Regions from separate parts of the Capsicum annuum genome. Here region 2 is linked to region 1. A link is a contact called in public Hi-C data. All regions are on one chromosome and are shown on one strand. The core of a region is the stretch at or near the end of the contact, and the rest is flanking DNA. Distances in the headings are between cores, read along the strand shown.

Region 1 (6,216 bases), core at 2,392-4,891:
AGTAAAAATACTTTACCCTTCATCTCTTCCCTTCCATCTCTTGAAGAGACTAGTGCCATTGAAATGTTGAGATATCTCATTTTGATATCCGCAATTTTCAAACTATAACAAAACATGGATCTCCTTAAAATTATTGATGTAATATACCACAATAATTAAATTACAGTTGAAAATATAAAAAGTGCAGAAAATAAAATAATCTTCGTTTTGGATAAGGCGTAGATATTCTCTCTCGTTAAAGAGATTCAAGTCCACTGCGGCATAATCTACACCGATTAGGAAGTATATCTCTTGATTTTTCCTCTTCAGGATACAACAGCCCATCAACGATGTACAACTCAAGTAACTCCAGATTAATTGAAGAGTCTAAAGCTCCACCATAAGAATATCTTCCTTCTTTTACCTTTCCTTCACTTGAGTTGAGTAAGTAAAAATACTTTACTCTTCATCTCCTCTTCCATCTCTTGAAGAGACTAGTGACATTGAGATGTTGAGATCTCTCATCCGTGATTTTTTAAACTGTAACAAAATATGAATCTCCTTAAAAAAATTTAGTGTAATATACCACAATAATTAAATTACAGTTGAAAATACAAAAAGTAAAGAAAATAAAATAATCTTCTTCTTGGATGAGACGCGAATATTTCACTCTTTTTAAGGAGATTCAAGTCCACTGTGACATAATCTACACTGATCAAATAATATATCTCTTGACTTGTCCTCTCCAGAATACAACAACTCACCAACGATGTACAACTCAAGCAACTCCGAATTAGTTGAAGAGTTCAAAGCTCCACCATAAGTACACCGTCCTTCAACATATCAAAACTCTCTTTTGTATATATAGTGAATATAATTAAAGACTTAGGATATTTTTCTTTGTCTCAACTCTCTCTTTCACTAATATAATTACTCTTTTTTGTATAGTGAATATAGTTGAAGGTACATAGAATATTTTTTATGTCTCGACTCTTTCTTTCACTACTACACATTACAAAATATCCACACTTACCTTTATTCTCATGTCTCACAATATACTACAACCCATCTCTTTTCATATGTTCTTGAACAAAGAAAGAAAACACCATTTATATTGGTGTAGTATTCTTCCATCTAGTTAATGAGGGAGTAGTGAATATTAAGCGAGGAAGATGAATGTTTAGTTGTTACATAAGTTACATGACATAAAGAGGTAAAATAATGAGTGAATAATAAGTGAGATGTTACAAGAACTATGAGAGAAGTATCAATTACCCCCTAACTTGTCACGTTTTATTCATGATACACCTGAACTTTAAATCGTCTTAAGTACCCCTTCCCTCCCCCTCACGAACTTGTTATTTTAGTATGTCGCGTGACCCTTTTCGATCCACATACCACAGAGTGTAAAACACACACACACACATAGAAAAAAATGCTTATGTGTTTGTCCACGTGGATAAATACCTTCCACTTTCCTTATTTTATCTTATATCAAAAAATAACTCACTTCTACCCTTAATTATCCAATTTCTTTATAAAAAGATTATATTTTTCAGTTTTTCTCTACTCTAAAATAGTGAAAGATGAATTTTCGTCGATCACGTACGCTATTATCTAAAAAAATTATATATTTTGTGTGTGTTAAAAATATGAAATTATTTTTTCGGTTAGCGTTTCATAGTAGTTTTTGATTCATGTTCTGATTAGAATTTTGAGGAGACTCACATGCACAAATACGTTTCTTATTATAGTTAAGGGAGTAAGAAATCTCAATTTAAGTTAGGGGTGTACAAAAATTGAACCGATAAAAATGTTATTGATTTATCGTTATTGGGTTAAAGATTTTTTAATAATTTTATAAAAAAAATTATTGGGTTATTGATTCAATTTTGATTTTTTTTAATTGAGTTATTGGGTAAACCGATAACCCAATAAGATGATACTAAATTATTATTTTACATCCCATATATATACAAATATATAAGTAGGATTTTGGTTGCAACTAAGATTCGGTTTCTTTTCATGTTAGTTACTACTTTTTCTATTTTATGAGTACTTTCTTATCGGTTAAATCAAAAATCAAATCGTTAGGGACTAAAAATCGATAACCAATATAACTATAAATATTAGAAGTTATCATTTTCTTACAGAGAAGCCAACAATAACCAAGAAATATTAGAAGTATAACTACAAATATATTTCTTTAATCAACAAATAAATATAACTATATCCGTCAAAATACACCATCTTATCAAACTAATGCACCATTACATACGCCAACATCAATTTTTAATTCAATGACACAAAACGTAAATGAACATCATCACATTACATATCAAACTAATGCACAGAATTAGCTTTAACATCCTTTTGCCTTTGAACTCTTTTTGTTGTTTGTTGGTCTTCTTCAACAAACCCAAGATCACAATATTAACTTCATGTGAAAATTTTGGATCATACCAATCAAAAAAGTTACAACTAATGCGAAATAGAGACTGCAATTCATATAAAAGAAAGTTATAAAATTTACTTGTTACAAAACATAAAAAAAAAAAAAAGAGAATATAAAAATTACATACACCATAATGCATACAATCGAGGAATCTACGTCCGAGATTGTCATCCGACCATGAAATTCTCGCAATTGGAGAAAACCACATGCACAAACAAGTCTCCTATTATAATTCATGGAGTTAGAAATAAGTAGATGAAGTAGAAGCGATAGAATGAAATTTATTTTTATATTAGAAGTGATGGAGGAAGAGGGATAATAAATAGGAAGAGGAATAATTGAAGTTTTTGAAAAAATTAACGAAAATAATTTTTTTTACCGTTGAAAATGTTGATTTGGCAAAAAAAATAACTCCATCACCCGCGTGATGGAGTTTGAAATCAAACATTTTGCTATGTCGGTAAAAAAAGGTCATGCGATATAATAAAACAACAAGTTTGGAAGATACTTAGGACAACTCAAAGTTTAAATATATCATAAATAAAACGTGCAAGTTTAGGGGTACTTGATACTTCTCTTCAAGAACGAATGATCATTTAGGTTATATGAATGTAGATGACCAAGTCCATCCAACAATCAAGTCATCTAAGGCCATATTCTACCATAAATTAATATAGATAATGACACATAATGCAATCATAAATATAGACATTTAATATAAATAAAAAATAATACAATTAGGTATCTTAATATTTTAATTTAATATTAAAATGCACCAAGAGAGTGTATTCTTCTACACTAATGTACTAGCATAATTTGCATGTACGTTAGAGAGGAAAAAAAAAAAAGGAGAGAGATACAAGTGTGAGAAGTCAAAAAGTAAGAAACTGAAGGATACTAAATACAAAAGGTGCAACGGCTTGCCGGGCCGTACTTAATTATTTATAAGGGGAGTTAACCTTCTAGAGCAGGTATCCGATCAACATATGTGTCGGACTCGGATGTAATTACAATTTTAGTGAGGTTAATTTTATCATTTTATATATTTTTCGATGCTACTTGTGTTTGTATGAGTTGCATGAAAAACTCAAAAAGACTCACTTAATTATCGTGTGTATCCCACCTTTTGCTGTATGGGCCTATATGGGCCAGTAGGGCATTTGGGTGAATGTGTTAAAATTGAAGAACAGCGATTGACCCGTAGAAGAAATTTTATTATAGCTACACCATAATTATTTGTGCAACCTTCACCAAATTATCCCTATGCTTATCCCAGCATGATTGTGCTACGTGGATGAAATTGAAGCCGTTCATGAGACAAATCATTTCTCATGGGACCCACATATATATTTTAAGGATTTAAGATCTTCTTTTAGATTTTTTGTGGTGTTTAATCGACAAACAAAATTTTACACTATCAGATAAATTTAATTTGTTATTAATAATTACTAAAGTTTTTACATAAAAATTGAATAACCTGCAATAGCAAATTAAATTTATCTAATAATAAATAATATTTTTTACACTTAATATATAAAATTTAAATTCTTTTTCGTGACTATTTAACTTACATAAGAGGACATGCAATAGTAAAAATTAAAAGTATAAAATAAAATGACAGAACAAAAATAAATAGCAACTACGACCGAAACCTCGTGAAAAAAAGTAAAAATCAATAAGGATTTTTTCCTTAATGTGTTGCCGTGTTGGCATTTTTGGACAGAGAGAAATATGGAACTACAACAACAACAAATTCAGTATATTTTCAAATCGTGCGGTCTGGATAGAATAGAGTGTATGTAGTCCATACCACTACCTCTAAAAAAGTAGAGAGGTTGTTTTCGATAGACCCCCGACTCAAGACAGAGAGAAATATGAAACTACTTTTAAAAATTGTATAGTATTTAAATTTAATCTAAACACGCTTTATAAAAGTTAAAATTAGACATATTTTTAAATACAAGTTGAAACTAAATTAATGTTATATTTAACGATTTAAGGATCTACGTTTAGATTTTTTTTTTGTGAAAATTTAACTTAAATAGGAGGACATACAAATAGTTATGAAAAATTAAAAGTCAAAATAAAATGACAGAAAAGGAATAAACAACTAATATATGCACATCACAATAATTAATAATTTAAACGATCTAAAAAAATATATAAAAATTTAATATACTTTCTAAATTTTATTTGTACCATCTAAATAGAGATAGATGGAGCAACATAAATTACTTAATTTTTTACGTTAAAAAATATTGCTCCATTCTTTTTTAAAAGAACGACCTACTTTGACTTGATACAAAATTTAATTAAAATAAAGAAATCTTTCAAATCTTGTGACCTTAAATTAAAGTTGTGTCAAATATACCAAAATGTCTTTTAATCTTGTGGTTCTAAACATGTATTTTGTGGGAAATTGAAATTAAAAAATTACCAAAAAAAGGAAAGGGGTGATTCTTTTAGAAACAAACTAAAAAAAAAAGTAAGTCATTCTTTTTTAAACAAAGAGACTATAAATAACAATAATTAGTAATTTAAAATATTTTTAAAATAGTATAAGATTTGATACCCAAATTATATTTGTATCATGATATATATATATATATATATATATATATATATATATATATATATATATAAGGTAGAATCATAATTTTTGTAATCCTCACAAGGACGTTTTAGACATTTTACTTTTTTTTATAAAACAAAGTTGCTACACATGTCAAATTTGTAGTGTATTGATGGTTACATTTTTTTTTATATTTTCATTTTTACCCTCTCCTTTTTCTGTTAAGACCATCTCCACTTGATCTTTTGTAATTGATTTCTTTTTGTTATTTATTGGATTGCCTTTTAATTATTTCTTTTATTTATTAAAAATAATTACTTTAACTTGAAGAAAATTATGCCAAAATAACTTTTAATACGAAATTAAAGTTGGCAATAATTTTTTACTACACCGTTGAAATCTTTTAAGAAAATTATTTAATTTATTTTAGAAAAATATAAGTACTAAATAGGGCAACTTAATAAATAATATCTTATATTTATTATTTTTCTTAGTGGACACTAAAAAGTAAATTAATAATTAAAATGGGACGAAAAACCTATTCTTTAAAGGGCGTGTAAGAAAATAAATATGACAAGTAAATGAGTAATGTATTATTGTAATTCAATTACTATTTAATGTCCTTGTTCATCATTGTTAAGTTAATTTGTGGTAAGGCTCTAAACTAATATTGTAATTATTTTAATATAAACTAGAAGTCATAGAAATATTTGTTGTATTAAATAATTCTACAAGAAGAAAAAAAAGATTTTTCATCAAAATAAATTTATTTTATCTATACTAACAAATTCATAAAAGTGCCATATTTTTTTATTTATTATTTTTTTCGAATCATAATTATTTATATACTTATCTTCAAAAATTATTTATCTTCAAGAATTATTTATATGTCTAATTCTCTGACAATATATTTATTTCTCAAAAATAATATTCTAATTTAAATTATCCAATTATATGATTATGAACTTAAATAGTTATGAATACTTATCAAAAATTCATGTTTAATATTTCATTAAATAAGATTAACTATAAGATAAAAATATGATATAAATTGTAATATTTTATTTTTCTATTCTGAATTTAGGCCTGGGCTTAGCACGGGCCTGGGTGGAACTAGTATACTGGGAAAATTTCAGAAATGGTAACTATAGAGCCTTAATTGTAACTTTTATAGCAATAATTTTATAATTACGAAAAATAGCAAATTATA
Region 2 (6,311 bases), core at 3,242-5,741, 110 kb before region 1:
TCAAGAATGTTACATGTGACTATTGCAACAAAAAGGGGCATATCATGAAATATTGCTACAAGCATAAGAGATATATGAGATGACAAAATAAAGAAAGTGATAATAAAAATCGTGTTGCTATTGTTGCTAATGATGATCCTCTTGTTGCTTGTGGTGAGAATTCCATTAATCTTGTTTGTGATGAGTCTACATGATTTGTGAATTTTGGTGCTACTTCTCATGTTATGCCAAAGAAGGAATTATTTTCTTCTTATACTCTAGGTAATTTTGGGATATTGAAAATGGGTAATAATAATGAAGTTAAAGTACTTGACATTGGCACTGTTTGTTTGGAAAGTAACAATAGTTCCAAACTAGTTCTCAATAATGACAAGCATGCTCCAAATGTTCGTTTGAATTTAATTTCTGTAAGGAACCTTGATGATGGGGGTTATGTTAACACCTTTGGTGCTGTCCAGTGGAAGATTACTAGAGGTTTGATGATTGTGGCTCGAGGTGACAAATTATCTAACTTGTATGCATTTCAGGGATCCACTTCTAGAGGATCAGTAAACTTGGTGGAGAATGATACTTCATCAGAGTTATGACATAGAAGATTGAGTCATGTGAGTGAGAAGGGGATTGATAATTTAGCTAAGAAAATTTTGTTTTCTGGAGTGAAACAAGCAAAGTTGAAGAAGTGTGTTCAACGCTTAGCCAATAAACAAAAAAAAGTTTCTTTTCAGAGTCATCCGCCTTTAAAAAAGCTTGATTTGCTGGAGTTGGTGCATTCTGATTTATGTGGTTCTTTTGAAGTAAGTTCTCATGGTGGTACACTTTACTTTGTGACTTTTATTGATGATCATTCTCTCAAACTCTGTATATTTCCTTTGAAGTCCAAGGATCAAGTAATTGATGTGTTCAAGGGTTTTTAGGCCTTGGTTGAGAGACAGATAGGGAAAAAATTAAAATGTATCCTCTCAGATAATGGTGGTAAATATATTAGTCCTTTAGATAGATATTGCAGAGAGTAGGGTATTCGGCATCAGAAAAATCCTCCAAATACTCCTCAGTTGAATGGTTTAGCAGAAAGAATGAATAGAACTTTAGTTGAGAGGGTTAGATGTATGCTTTCAGATACTAAGCTGTCAGATTCCTTTTGAGCAGAAACACTTAATACTGCTGCTTATGATATTAATTTATCTCCTATTGTTGCTTTGGATGGTGATGTCCCTGACAAAGTTTGATCTGGTAAGAATATTTTTTATTATCATCTTAGAATTTCTGGTTTTAATGCCTTTGTGCATGTTCCTAAGGATGAAATGCCAAAGTTGAATGTTAAAACTAGGCAGTTTATCTTCATTAGTTAAGGTCAAGATGAATTTGGCTATTGTTTTTGTGGTCTAGTTGAGAAAAAACATGTTAGAAGTCATGATGTTGTATTCTTTAAAGACCAAACAATTGAAAATTTTGACAAAGCTGAGAAGATTGATTTTCAGAGTAGTGAGAGACTAGTTGATGTTGATCTAGTTCCTTCGACTACTGCTCCTGAAGAAAATTTTCATGATGATGAAAACCAAGTTGATAATGAAGATGATGATCATGTTCAAAATGACCAGCATGATGTTGTTGATGCTCCAGTGTAAGTTAATATGGTTAATCAGCAATCAGTTATTGATGCTCTAATGATTTCTCTCAGACGATCTACTAGAGAGATAATACCTTCATCTCGCTATTCTCCCAGTGAGTATGTACTCTTGACTGATGGGGGAGAACCTGAGAGTCTTAATAAGGCCATCAAAAGTGAAGAAAAACAAATGCTTTGATGCTATGAAAGATGAGATTAAATCTTTGCATTATAATTATACTTTTGATTTGGTTAAGCTGCCTAAAGACAGAAAAACTTCAAAAAATAGGTGGATTTTTTGGGTGAAACTTGAAGATGGCAACCCAGTTCGACGGTACAAGGCTAGATTGGTTGTGAAGGGATTTAACCAGAAAAATAAAGTTGATTTTGATGAGATATTTTCTCTAGTTATGAAGATGTCATCCATTCGTGTGGTTGTAGGCTTAGCTGCAAGTCTAGATTTAGAGGTTGAGCAAATAGATATTAAAACTATTTTACTCCATGGTGACTTAGATGAAGAAATTTATATGGAGCAGCCTAAAGGTTTTAAAGTCAAGGGAAAAGAGAATTATGTTTTTAAATTGAAGAAGAGCTTGTATTATTTGAAATAAGCTCCCAGGTAGTAGTACAAGAAGTTTGGTTCCCTTATAACTCAGCAGGGCTTCAAGAAGACTACTTCAGACCTTTTTTTTGTGCGAAAATTCTCCGATGGTGACTTTATTATTGTGTTGCTTTATGTTGATGACATATTTGTTGTTGGTCATAATGCTTGCAGGATTCAAAAGTTGAAGCAAGAGTCAAGTAAGTCTTTTTCTATGAAAGACTTAGGATCAGCAAGACAGATTCTTCGCATGCCGATTGAAAGGCTAGTACATTCGAAAAGTACTTCAAAGGTTTAACATGGATAAGGCTAAGGTTATCAGTACACCTTTAGATATGCACTTCAAATTGAGCACGAAGCAATGTCCTTCTAGTGATGATGAGAAGAAAAATATGAAGAAAATTCCTTATGATTTATTGGTAGTTTGATGTATGCAATGGTTTGTACAAGACCGAATATTGCTCATGTTGTTGGTATTGCTAGCCATTTTCTTTCTAATCTGGAAAGAGAACATTGGTATGCTGTGAAGTAGATTATGAGATATTTTTGTGGCACTTTTAATCTAAGTTTGTATTTTGGTACAGGGAAGCCTATTCTTTGTGGTTATACTAATTCAGACATGGTTGGTGATATTGATACTCGCAAGTCTACTTTAGGGTATTTGGTTACTTTTGCAGGGGAGTTGTCTCTTGGCAATCTAGGTTGCAAAAATGTGTTGCTCTATTTACTACAAAAGCTGAGCTTATTGTTGCCGTAGAAGCTTGTAAAGAATTGCTTTGGATGAAGAAATTTTTAAGGGAACTTGGTGTTTCTCAAGAGAGTAATGTGCTTTATTGCGACAGTCAAAATGCTATACATCTTGGAAAGAATTCTACATTTCATGATCGGTCTAAACATATTGATGTGAGATACCATTGGATTTGGGATGTATTGGATTCTAAATTGCTTGAACTTGAGAAGATTCATATCGATGATAATAGTTCCGACATGATGACTAATGCTTTGTCAAAAGGGATGTTTGAAGATTGTAATATTATATCGCCGGAATGGCGGTCTCCTCCACATAATCGGGAGGGGGAGATTTGTTGGGATATGGGTTTTTTCCCTTCCTATGTGGATATATAAAGCCCAATTTGGACCAATCACTTTTTTCATAAGCCCATTACTATGGGGCATATATACAAATCTTGTAAAGTCTTATTTCACCATCCACAAAGAGATTTTTCAGCAACCAAAGAGAGAAAAACAAAGCTGATTTTCGCTTAAATTTTCAGTCATAGCTGTCAACTTCAAATTGTGATTCCCACTTCGTTTCTTGTTTGATTGAGCTGATTTTTGGACAGCTTATTTCTCTCATCTCAATCTTTGATTAGGAACTAACGGAGGTAGATTTAGTGGTCTGTAGCTTCTGTTCTTTATTTTCGAACAGTAGCTGCATTTTTTTATGTTTGTGCTCCTTTTTATTCTCTAGTTTGGTGCTATCTTGTTGCTCGTTGTTTGACACCTATTTTGTGGCCAATCTTGGAGAACAACATCGTAACTCTTGGTGATTATAGTGGAAGTTTGGTACTGTGACTTTTTATTCTTTACACCGAAGACTTTTTCACATAAATTTGGTGTCTCGTGTGGTTGCCTTTATTTTTATCTTGTCGTATTTGTGTGGTTGATATATTTGCTGCCTATTATCATTATTTTGCTTGGGTTTATTTGTTTCCTCTTGGTTCAAGTTGAAAGGGAAAGTTTAGACTTGCGTATTCTTCCGTTGCTACCCTGTCAGGCATTTTAATAGTGCCCTTGCCTTTCCCAACACTAGTGTCACAATGACGAAACCGTTTTTCCTCTTTGGCAAATTATTCAGACGGCTCCATCTCAAAATTCCTGATTAAAGTTAAAGAATCTCAATCATTTCATTACATTTGTTTATAATACTTTTTTCCTTTAGAAATTTGGTATCTTAAATTCACTGGTCCGATTAATAATGACATCACAAAACCATCCGCCTACTGCTAGCTATATATATTCTACAAATTTCATAAAAATAAAAGGTACTCCACTAATAATTGGATGGATTGAGGAGAGGAAAGAAAAGGTCACTTCTTATGCTGCAGGATAATGAAAGTGAAACACAGATTGATATCCCATTAAGGATTCGATGACAATTACAAATTGTTAGGTTGATGAAAATTGTAGGATGTTAGTTGCCAGCTGCACAATTTGATGTGGATTGGGCTCATGGGCCACTAAAGGAGATACCTAAATCTCCTTTTAAGTGAGGTGAGCGATAACCCCTTTATCCTTTGTCACTAATAATAAGCTAGAATAGGTTACATATTGTTGTACCCTTCTTCCACTATGGCTGGTCACGAACTTTTTACATGTTACTATCAAATCATGTGTGTAATCTATTTTACTAGTTGTGGAACAATTTAGACTAGATCGTGCACGCGATCGAATATATATGTACCAAGTTACAGCTAATAGCTAACTTTTCCGCATACTTTAAAGAAGTAAAGTTATAAGGGTGAAAAAAAAAAAAAAAAAAAAGACACATGAATATACTCATTACTCTGCCTGAGTCGGAATCTGGAATTTTACAAAATATAGTCGTATTGAAATGAAAGAAGAGAGGATATAACATATGATTTTTCAAGTTACATGAATTCATTGTGCAAGAATAATTTATAACAATCAAGTTGTTTATAAAATAATTTGAAATAAACATCAGATAAGCACTTGATAAAAATGAAAAATGATAAGAGTATTATCAAATAATAAATTCACTAATAGTGTAAAAACTATTTGAAATATTAATGCCTATTATCTCAAAATTAAATCCATGGGGGCACATGTGAATACGAAGAAATAGATCGCGTCTAAGCGTAAAATTAAAGTGTATTTAATTAAGTTTGCATGGAGAAGGTGATATTACTCAAACTCCAAACTTTAGACTAAAAATTATATTAAAATATGTTTACGCATATACTCTGCTTACTTCGTGGCAGACCCAGGAATCCAAGGTTGTGGGGTGGTCAAAAAAATTTATAAAAAATAGTATGTAGCTGTAGGGATTCAAACCCAGAAAGTTGAACATGGGAGTCACATCCTCAAGCCACTGCACCCAACCATATGTTTATTATCTGGGTGCTTTTTAATAAATTATATCATTTATTCTATATTTTTTATATAATTATACCTAATCTACGTCGAGTTTAGTAGGTGTCAGAACACCCCAAAATTACATGTGGATCCGTCCCGGTGCCTCCCCTAAGAAAAGCATTTGTTCATGCACATGCAAGTCAACACACTTGGCATAAGCACCTAATAATATGGCCATAAGAACAATAATTACGTAACGATCTTTGAAGATATTTTAACTTTTTGAAGAAAACAAACCAAAATCAGTATAATCGATCACAAATATCAACATTGAGATCCGTTATTGTCCCTTCAGGACGCTCACACCCGATTAATAAAAGGCTCGATATGAAAACTTTTAAAGAGTAATAATGTAAAAAGATTTTCATACCATTAAATCACATTAAAAATAATAATAATTAATTATCAATAATAAATAAAATTAATATAATCTTTGTAAACAAATATACTTCATCTGTCTTTATTTATGTGAATTGCTTTTTAAAAATTTGTCCTAAAAATAATATCTTTTGTATGTTTAAAAGAATGCTTAAGTCATCGACAATTTCTTAAAATTATCCGCATAATTGACTTAGGTTGTATTTGTTTTAATTAAGATTCAGACGTCTGAATCTAAATGCATATCTGAATGATTAAGATGTTGTCTTCAGATCGGAAATCTGAACGGTTAAGACCATTTATTTTTCAATATCTGAATATGCAAAAATTATTTATTTACATATATAATAAAAAAAATATAATTTCAATAAAAAATAATTATGTATTAGAAAAATATTTGATTTAATACGATAAATTATTATTTGATTGAAAAAAAATCATATTAGTTAGTGATAACGGAGATAGTTTGTAATGATGGTGGTGGTGGTAATGATTGATGTTCATGATTAGTAATACTGGTGGTGATAGTTGTGATGATAGAGATGTTTGGTATTGTAGTGATTGTTATGA

Evidence for each region. A called contact is a pair of places that touch in the nucleus more often than the background predicts.
Region 2: a contact with region 1 is called in a Hi-C map of placenta, with 2.0 times the contacts expected there. The contact joins two enhancer-like sites. A contact is called at or near these places in 3 of 5 Hi-C or Micro-C datasets (bud, leaf and placenta).

What each region holds. Positions count from the first base shown.
Region 1 is chr7:62,174,881-62,181,096 of UCD10Xv1.1, reverse strand. No RefSeq gene overlaps it. Among protein-coding and RNA genes, the nearest start is that of LOC124885510, 9.2 kb to the right of the region's middle. Within about 2 kb of position 3,641, at least 2 of the 5 cell types and tissues checked have an H3K27ac peak or open chromatin away from gene starts, as enhancers often do. A contact at or near this core is called in leaf, where this site is marked.
Region 2 is chr7:62,289,206-62,295,516 of UCD10Xv1.1, reverse strand. No RefSeq gene overlaps it. Among protein-coding and RNA genes, the nearest start is that of LOC124885728, 75 kb to the right of the region's middle. Within about 2 kb of position 4,491, at least 5 of the 5 cell types and tissues checked have an H3K27ac peak or open chromatin away from gene starts, as enhancers often do. A contact at or near this core is called in leaf, where this site is marked.